Regions from separate parts of the Sus scrofa genome. Here region 1 is linked to region 2. A link is a contact called in public Hi-C data. All regions are on one chromosome and are shown on one strand. Each heading gives the region's core, a stretch centred on a gene start, on an enhancer-like site or on the middle of the called end of the contact. The rest is flanking DNA. Distances are from core to core; before and after follow the strand shown.

Region 1 (4,633 bases), core at 933-3,432, 240 kb after region 2:
TTTGATACTATTTTTAATTTTTTAGAAATTACCATGTGTAACTCTATGAAAAATACCTATCACTTAGGCACATATACAAGCATAGAGAAAGTACAGTCCGTAATGTTTACTGGGGTCATGGCAGGCTGAAGACGCTACACGTGATCTTGATTTTCTTTATTTTTTCCCCAGTTTTCTGGAGTTTTTTCCCCTGAATTTTGTACAATGAAAAGGAATTACTTTTATTCTGATAAGAGTAATAATACTAAATCTGTTTTTGTTCTTTCTGTGTACCTTCCCACCTCAAAAATCCTGGCTAACAATTTGATAGAAAATTCAACTAGGTTCAAACTTATTCAAACTTTAAAAGTCTTAGGATAGATTTTTAAACCTAAGTTTTCTCTATCATCTGTACTGTTTTTAATCTCATTTTTTTGAAAAAAGAATGTCTATCAGTTAACAAACAACTAGATGAAGTAACGTCCTTGGATTAAAAAAAATGCTAAGAATTTGACAGTCCGGCGGTCACCAGACAGTGCTCTGGCAAAGACAGGAATTTCTGAAATTATTCTATATTGCAGAAAAGAGTAAACATCCTAAACATTAAAAGGCACTAGGCACTTCTAAACAATATAATTATGATCACCCAACTTCCTAGAAAAATTATACTTCAGTGTTGGAAATCTGCACTTCACTTATTCATATATTTTATGGTCAACATCTATTTCTGATAAAAAACAGAATCTCAGTAAATGTGCTCCAGTTTATTTAGGCCAGAAAGGCTCACTTAAGGTGAGATGCCTGCCATCCTATTATCCACAATGGGTCAAATTCTCTTTTATCCTCTACGTATAAAATAATCTGCAGCTAGTGTTATTGAAATATGCTCAAATTTAGCCTTCAAATACAAATGTGTCTCATCTGTGTTCTTATCAGAAACCTCACTCAGTTGTAGACAATTGGTTTTTCACTTAAAACTTCTTTTACTAAGATAAATAGCAGATTGTCCCTTTTCTCAGTGCCTAACACTTTGAGGCGATTAGGAAGTCCACGTTAAGCGTTTGTTTGTTTGTTTGTTTAAAGCATCCTTCCTCATCTGTATTTGAGAGTGGTAACCCACTGCAATTTTCTCATTTTCTCTAACGTAAAATATATGTTTATATGTATAAATATACACAAATATTTGTGGCCGGCAACACACTTTAAAGGATTAAACGTGAGGACCGTGACTAAATGTATTCATTCACCCTACAGGATTCAGAAAAATATAACATTGCAGAGAGATCTAGGTCTCTGCGTAAACCTCGTAATCACCAAGAGGCCGTAGCCGGGAGGCTCCGAAGCCCGCCAAATACATTGGAGGCATCCACAGCTGTTTTTAATTGTTTTTGCTTTCTTCAAATAGTGCACTTGGTAGGGTCCCTGGCCCCCAACCGGGGTTAACCCTAACCTGAAAGCCCTATTTAGCTCCTAATTTATCATGATTCCGTTTCCCCACTCCGTAAAACCTAAGGAAAACGAGATTTCCATCGCCGAAAAATTCGCTTAGGAAAAGGGGAAAATTAGGCGTTTCAAAATGCACATTTTTTGTGTTCTCTCCAGATCACATTCAAGAAAAGGGGAAAAAAAGATGTGTCTCTGTAGAAGGGGGCGCAGCTTGACACCCATTTTCTATGGCTCGTCTACCGGCCGCAGAACCCCATTATTGGGGTAACGCCCCCCCCCCAAATGGGCAACGACCCCCTGCTCTTTGAGGAAGAGATCAGGAGAGGTCCACCAGCAGGGCTGCTGGAGAGCGGAGGGGGCGAGTGGGAATGGAAATTGGAGACGGAATTCCAGCGCCTCTGGGCAGGGAGGGGCCCGCGGGGGCGCGGAGAAAAAAGGCCAGGGGTCAAGCCTGGTAAGGGCCGCAAAGGGCCCAGGAAGTGGGGTATGGGGAGTCCTGATGGAGGGGTACCTTGGGGACTCCACAGAAGGGGGGCTGGTGCCCAGAAAAGGCACCTGGGTACCCAAAACCCGGGAGGGGGATGGGGAGGCGAAGGCCTGTTGGCCCCAGGACCTCCCATCGCGCGCACACCACTAACCTGTCAGCAAGAAGGTGCCAGTGGTCGCGGGGCTCATCCTGGGTGTCCCCCGACCCTGTCCCGTCCAAGCACAAGGGTCTCCCAGCTCCCACCACCGGGGCAATTGCTTTCTTGGCCTGGCTAGGCCGGCCGTCCTCGATTCTCCCCTCCCCTCCCTTTCTTCTTTCCTCCCAGCTTGGCCAGTTCAGCATCAGCATCCTGCACCCCCTCCTTAATCCCGTACTCCCTCTAGCGGCGGGCCGGTGTAGCGTGGCCATCGCCCCCACCCCCTTTTCCCCCATCCCCCTATCCCCTCCGCCCCCGCTCCCCCCTCTCCGCCCCCCTAACCCGCGGAGCACGCTGGGATTTGGCGCCCCCCTCCTCGGTTCTGCCTATATAAGGCTCACAGTCGGCACTCCCGGTACACGCGCTTCAACTTCGGTTGGTGTGTGTCGAAGAAACCTGACTACGACCTGAGGAGACCAGCGAAGAGGGACCACCGAGCCTCGCGAAAGGTCCGCTGAGCGGGCTCGCGTCCGGAGCCACTCCGGGCTGCTGAGCACCCAGCGGAGCCCACGCCTGGCGCAGGTGTGGGACCCCGTCCTTCCTGTCTTCGCAGAGGAGTCCTCGCGTGGTGAGTATGCGGTGAGGATGTTTCTTTTTTTTTAAGATCACATTCATTCCCTGTTATTATCAGGAGCTGCGGGAGATAAAGTAGCGCCCGAAAGTCTCCACGCACACCTTGTCACGCCTTCACTGGCTGTGCCCCAAAACTGCTTGGAGAAACCAAGCCTTCAGGGCTTTGATTCCCAGAACCCAAGTCCAGATGCGGGCTGTAGACAGATATGAGCTGCGGACAAACATGAGCTGCAGACGGACATGAGCTACAGACCAATTTGCAAACGTGCCGCAAAGTGGTATGCGCTACAAACTAATTGGCGCTTCAATTCGCTACAAACTGATAAGCGCTTCAAATGCGCTGCAGACTGATGAGCGCTGCAGATGCGCTACAGACTGATAGGCGCTTCAAATGAGCTACAAGCTGATGGGCGCTTCAATGTGCTGCCAACTGATGGGCACTTCATTGCGTGAAAACCAGTATCAACTGCGGTGATATATGAACTGCAGACTAATGAATGATTTGCGCTTTAAATGCGCTACAATATCTGAGCTGCAGAAGATTAGCACTACAAATATGATATTACCACTACAACAGCGCTTCATTGCGCTGTAGGACACAGGAACCACAGAGGTACATGAGCTACGGAACGATTTACACCTAAAATGCGCTACAAAATAGTAACAGCTGCAGAGGTACGCGAGCTGCGCTGTTTTGCGCTACAAAGAAACCAGCTGAAGCGAACATGAGCTGAAGAGTAAGATTACTCTTCTTAGAGGAACCCCACCCTTTGTCTCTAACACACCTTTTGGAATGGCTCCCACTATGTTTTTCTACAGGATGGTTCTCTGCGTGATGGTGCTGTTAGACAAAATGGAGCCCTGGGCAAAAATTAGTGTTTAACATTCTGCCCACACCACTCCTGCTATGGTAGTGAAGTGGAGGGACGCTGACTTGAGCGCAAAAGGGAATCTTTTGGTGGTGGCAGAGCAGGCTGCCTTGCCTAGTAGCGCTTGATTGAAGTGGCAGTGTAGTTGTAGTGGTGGCCCGAACTGGCGTCCAGCAACAGTTTGTGGCTGTTGGTTTGCTTAGTCTTGGAAGGGGAGGAGGTTGGATCTGCGGGTGATTGCTCTTGTTGCATGAAATGAATCTGGCTGTTGGAGGCTGGTGGGAGGGGTTCTGGGAGGGGGGATCCTGGGAGAGGCGTGCAGCCAGTCTCAGACATGCCCCGCCCATTCTAGCGAGCCTTCTCTGCAGTATCTGCTCTGAGCAGGTTTAGCGCCTCCCAGCGCCTACTTAGAGTGCGCCTCCTTTGCAGCGCGCCTTCCCAGAGCGCGCCTTCCCAGAGCGCGCCTTCCCAGAGCGCGCCTTCCCAGAGCGCGCCTTCTAGACCCTGCCTCCCCAGGCCCCGCCTCCCCCTAAGCCTGCCTCCTCTGAGGTAGTTCCCGTAGACCCTGCCTCCCACATGCCCCCCCTTCTTGGGTGGCTCCCCCAAACCCCACCTCTCTCTGAGCCTGCCCTCTTTGCGGTGGCTTACCCAGGCCCCGCCTCTTAAAGCTTGGCCCCTCCCTGAGCCAGCCTCTTCAGAACTGGCCTAGGGCCCCACCTCTCCAGAGCCTGCCTGCGCCTGCGCAGTGTGAGCCGCCCGCCCCCCGCACCACCAACCAATCAGGTCCCCTTCCTTTGCGCCTATGCGCCTTTACTGCCTAGCCTGGCTGCACAGCCCCACCCACCTGCGGGTTCTCCCTGCGTTTCTCCCTGCGCTGGATTTGATTTCTATCCGTTAGTGTCTAACAAAAATAAGAATAACAAATAAGAATAATTGACAGCAATAGCAATACATGGCATTGTATAATCAGTTTTCATATGTGAAATAACATAATCCCACAACCTAAAACTCATCATAGTGGGTTATGAAAGATGCCTCTAAATTGACATGGCTGGTGCCTCCAAAAGCAATCTAGCTAAATAT
Region 2 (5,051 bases), core at 1,675-4,174:
TATTTCCAGATAGGACTAAGAGTTTACAACAAACAAATGTCCTACAATTACCTGAATTACAACTATTGCTAAAAAACAAAACAAAATGAAAAGTAATGGAGAATATAATTGTGATGGGAAAACAGCAAATTTGAATTGTTAGCATAACATCCAAAACACAGAGCTGAGCTACCATTATAGTTAAAGGCAGTCAAGATAGCAGAAAGCTTGCAAGAGCAGGAAAATCCACACGGGGAAATAATTGCAAATAGCAGTCTGAAATTGCACTTATCTCTGGTTTTAGGGGGAAAAATGAACATAAAATCAAAGTAATTGATTTCTAAAGTGAAAAATTCAGTAATCTCAAATATCAGATGATGAAAAAAATCGGGTTTTGGTGCTTTCACTGACTTTTTTTAATCTACATCTTTACACAGTCTCCAAACCAAGCATAATATAAATATGGCAATTTTGTTAATTTTATAGAAAAATCATACTCTTTTTTTGCACTGGTAATTTAAAATAAACTGAATAGAAAAATCACTTGAGTGAGAGAGAGAGAACCCTCAAAGTACAGGGCAAAACAAAGCACATGGCCATAAAAATTGAGGGTAGAGTTAGTAGCACAATTGTAGAATTTGTCTTCAAGCCAAGGGCATGCTCTGAGATAAGAGCTTTGAATCCTCTCTCTCCACCCCAGTTCCCTCCTACTGACCATGAAGCCTGGCCCCTTGGCTATCTACAGTTTGTTAGTTCCCACTTCCCCCTGTTTCTATGCCACAGCTTCCGATGTTCCCATTGCTCCCACTGCTCTGGAGCCTACAAAGCCAGGGGTACAGGGCACAGTGAGAGTTTGACTCAGGATTTAGCAATACAGAAGACCTCTGGCTAACTAGTAGGCACTCCCTCAGGAAGATTGTAAAGACTTAGGAACCTCTAGGGAGAACTATTTCGGTGGGGGGAAGCAAGGACAATGAAACTGACATAGGAACAAAGCCTAGGTAGTAGCTGGGAGAGCAAAGCTTCTAAAATGGGTGACATTTGATGGTAACTACCTCCAATCCAGCCTCGGGGACCCATATAAAGGCTTGACTACAAATAGAAATCTAAAAACTGCAGACCTCTCCAATAGCACCTAACATTAAAGAGAGAAACATTCTCATCCTCTCCACCATCTAGTACTTTCCACCATTCCTCACATAGCATTAAGTTTTTAGACTTCTCTATTTGCTTCTTGCTAGCAGTGTCATTCCCATGGTATAGATTCCTCTAACTAAACCCAATATTCTAGAAATGAGGAATAAAGCAGGACTTCTATAAGCTAGACACTTTTTCTCCATTCATAGAGTACAACATTCCTTTAGCTTTTTTAGTATTGATTTAGAGATTTGAGTAGATATTTATCAGACATCAGTTTAATAAGAACAGCACTAAAATAGGCAATCTGCTATCTTAAACACTGTGAGCCATATTCAGCTCTCTAACGGGAATTAAAATCACCTCAATAGATGGTGATAGATGAATTAATGCATAATCAAGTGCCAAAATGGGCATGGCAAATTCCAAGAGCTTTAGTAGTTCAGAGTCAAGGAGTAGTTATGGCAGACAGGACTTAACAGCTAACATTCATTGTTTATTTGGTGCCAGGTTCTGTACCCATATCCTTTTAGCAGCATGATTTCACTTAATCCTCAAATCAACCCTATGAGTTAGATACTATTATTATCTCCATTTTATAAGCAAGGAAACTAAGGCTTAGAGATGGTAAATAATTTATACAAAAGTACACAATAGTAATTGGGAAGATCTGGTCCTTAAACCCAGACAACCCGACTCCATTCTGCTATGCATTTTCTCCACACAGCTGTGGTGCCTTTGGTTTCTCAGTCATGCCCAAAAAATCAGAGGTGTCTCATTTAGCTTAGTTCATGGTGGCTGCTTTCTGATCTTCAGGGACTTACACTTCTAGGCTCCTTTTTTTATGTGAAGCCAGGCAAAGTGGCTGTAATGAAACAGTCTGAAGCTCTGTCACATCTGAGTCCACCGCATTCATGAGGAACTAGCCCACGCTGACAGGTTAGGGCTCCGTGAAAATGAGCAGCATAAATATCAAAACAACCCATAATAGAAGATTTATGAAAAACATTGATATTATGATCCATTTCTGGTTTGCGGATAGTAACACAGATAATTCAAAGCATTTACATCTTTGTCGCTCAAATAATAAACAAGAGAACAAAAACTGTGCAAGGCACTGTAATAGATGCTATGGGTATTCACTCCAGGGCTTTGGAAAAAATGTCTGTGGATCTTTAGAAGCTTTATGATATACACACTACTGCTTAATATTTTAATTATGACTCAGTTTTTAATTCTAATCACACAAGTCTATAGTGAGAGAGGTCAGTATGGAAAGTACTACATGCCACCAAAAGGAAATACACCTAAAGGAAAAAAGCCTCCATCCAAAATGAGTTGAGGATACTTATGTTAATTGGAAGTTAATAACTCTAGACCTACTATGATCATATTCACAGCCTCAAGACAACAGTGCTATAAGTAATGATAAAATAAAATTCCTTCTACAGCAGTAAAACATTTAGTCTTTTTAATACTGTTCTTGGTTGGGGGGGAGAAAAAATTGTCAACAAACATACGAATAATCTCTATTAAACTACTGAAAAGTGGAAAAAAGCTACCAAGAAAAGTGATTTTCTATCCTTTGTTAAATAACTTAAACATTTATCTAGACAAGTATTACATTTAAGGAGCCAAATTCTGCCTCAAAGGGAACCCAGCTGGCCATGAAATATAATCTCTTTAGCTGGATGAAGGATAAACAAAGTTTAGTCCTTCGTGCAGAACATGCAATGAAGACAGAAAACACCCTGCCCTGGGATTTGTCCAGAGCAGGTGTCAGCAGGCTCTAAGATGGCTGCCAAGTCTTTATTTACTCACTCTCTCATGAACTGGAAGAAGGAAGGATTCTAGTATCTGCAGGTCACTCACACACATATGCCCAGAAGTGGATGCACTTTGAGGCAGCTAGGTTAAATCTATAAGCAAAAACACTGTGAAAAGCACCTAGTTTATGTTTGCTACTCCACCAAAAATGTTGAGGTAGGGCCTCCCCCTCCCCAAGAACCTCTCTTCCTACAATTTCAGTTACTGCTCCTAAAGCTTCTTTAGAGTCCTCAAGAATTTCCTTTCATAATGCAAATACCCTTAAGACAGACCATACGTACATTTATTATTGCAAAAGCCTTAGAGAAGCTGAAAGAGAGCTAACACTCAAGAATAGTTATGATGTTATAATCCAAGGGAAGAACAATTCAGTTCTATGATGTTTTTATCTGGTCCCACTGGTGTGGCTATAGGGAGCAGGGTGACAAGGGAAGGCAAAGAATGCTGTTGGTGGAGAAAGAAAGTAGCTGCTTAGTTTTTTTCTGTTCTATGTTTATCAGTGTTAAGATCTCAGAGGAATGTGTAATAAATCAGCTTTGAGGCTAGAATATCACAATTATATTTTACATGCATTTATACTACTGCGTGGGTCAGTAAACAGGAATAATTGATTTCCGACCAGAAGCAGAGCACTGTATCCAGGATTTATAGGAACAGCAAACAGTATAGTTTGGTTTGCCTCTAGTTTGCTAGAAAACATAATTTTTTACTACTATTTACCTATACACCAGAGCCAAGTGGAGCAATGCAATTAAAGTTTTCTAGGCCATAATGAATAAAAAGAGTGTTACAGGTACTTGGGTCAATTAAAGAAACATTTACTTTTTCTATTTAACTCCTTAATATATATATTTCTTTTCTTTCTTTTTTTTTGTTTGATCCTAAATAAATTTTCTTTAGTCTATATATAAGAACAGAAATAACATATAATATTATATAAGATCGATGACAGAATACTAGAGAACTTTAAAAAGCTTTATAATTTGATAAATCCTGTATAAATAGTAACTCACAGCTACCTTCAGACTCTCTACAATTGAGGGGTTTTAGCCTATTCTCCTAGTTTCTCCGTCTTCCATATCCAACCATATCTGTAAGACATTTTGTTGTTGGTCTTTGCTACCCAATAGCACCTCTTGCTTCTTTAAGTTAAAGTACACAGTTTTCTTTGGCAAACTATATACTTTCCAAATCTCAACCTGTGTATTTTGGGAGGCATGCTATCCTGGTCCCTGATCCATCAGAGCAAGAGATATCTCTATGAGACTGGGTCAGGGACCACATGAACCAATTGGTCCCATTACAATGGCTCCTGGAATTTATGTGAAATTGCCAGGGAAGACACTTTCTTCCATTTCTTCTGGACTTGAACACTGCAGTAGTTAAGCCTAGAGCCAGTGTGAGAATGAAGCCTACACAAGGGAGAGCAGAATGAAGAGATATCGAAAAACTAGGTCCTAATGATATTATTTAAGTCTTGCATTAAACCCCTAGATTTTCTGTTACATGAGCCAATATATTCTTTTTCTTAAGTTATTTGGAGTTAACTTTCCTTTTCTATGTCATCAGAGGAGACCTATCTGGTAGAACAATTTGGTTGCTTATCTTATCCTATGACTATTAGATCCTTTTTATTTCTATTCTCTAATTCAGTATATTAGACATTTAACAAAAATGCCATTTTTTTTTACTAAGACATATCTTTTTCATATTTTGTGCCCAAAGAAACTTTGATGAATAAGTTATGATGCCATTGCCTGTAGGAACTTATCCAAGTAATGGAGTTTCTTATCCAGTTATCCTGGTTTTTTTGCACTGGTCTCACACACTACACATTGCATACTGACTTAAATTCAGGTTTCAAGTTTTCACTCAACCTGCTCTCAAAACAGATACATTATGAAACACCATTGAAATGAAAGATTATTGTGATAGAAGAGGATAAAGATACCTGGCAGAAGTCAAGTAATACAATTGAAGGCACTGGAAATTGCCAAATCTTTTTAACATGCCATCGAATTTTCAAAGCTAGGAGAGATTGGTACAAATAATAGAGGCTTATAAAGAATCATAGTCAGGCCCCCAAATAGTTATCTGTCAAAAATTAT

Evidence for each region. Hi-C and Micro-C count contacts between places; a contact is called where the count stands out from the background.
Region 1: a Hi-C map of fetal skeletal muscle shows a contact between it and region 2, with 2.0 times the contacts expected there. The contact joins the promoter of SGCE here to the enhancer-like site in region 2. A contact is called at or near these places in 1 of 5 promoter capture datasets (liver) and 7 of 47 Hi-C or Micro-C datasets (embryonic fibroblasts, fetal skeletal muscle, fibroblasts and 1 more).

The regions. Positions count from the first base shown.
Region 1 is chr9:74,471,642-74,476,274 of Sscrofa11.1, forward strand. SGCE (sarcoglycan, epsilon) reads right to left here and starts at 2,183. Exons shown (of 11, transcript NM_001144124.1): 1 at 2,064-2,183. The coding sequence starts at 2,100. It overlaps PEG10 (paternally expressed 10), which reads left to right and starts at 2,480. Exons shown (of 2, transcript NM_001302463.1): 1 at 2,480-2,676.
Region 2 is chr9:74,228,892-74,233,942 of Sscrofa11.1, forward strand. No RefSeq gene overlaps it. Among named protein-coding and RNA genes, the nearest start is that of CASD1, 45 kb to the right of the region's middle. Within about 2 kb of position 2,925, at least 2 of the 83 cell types and tissues checked have an H3K27ac peak or open chromatin away from gene starts, as enhancers often do. A contact at or near this core is called in fetal skeletal muscle, where this site is marked.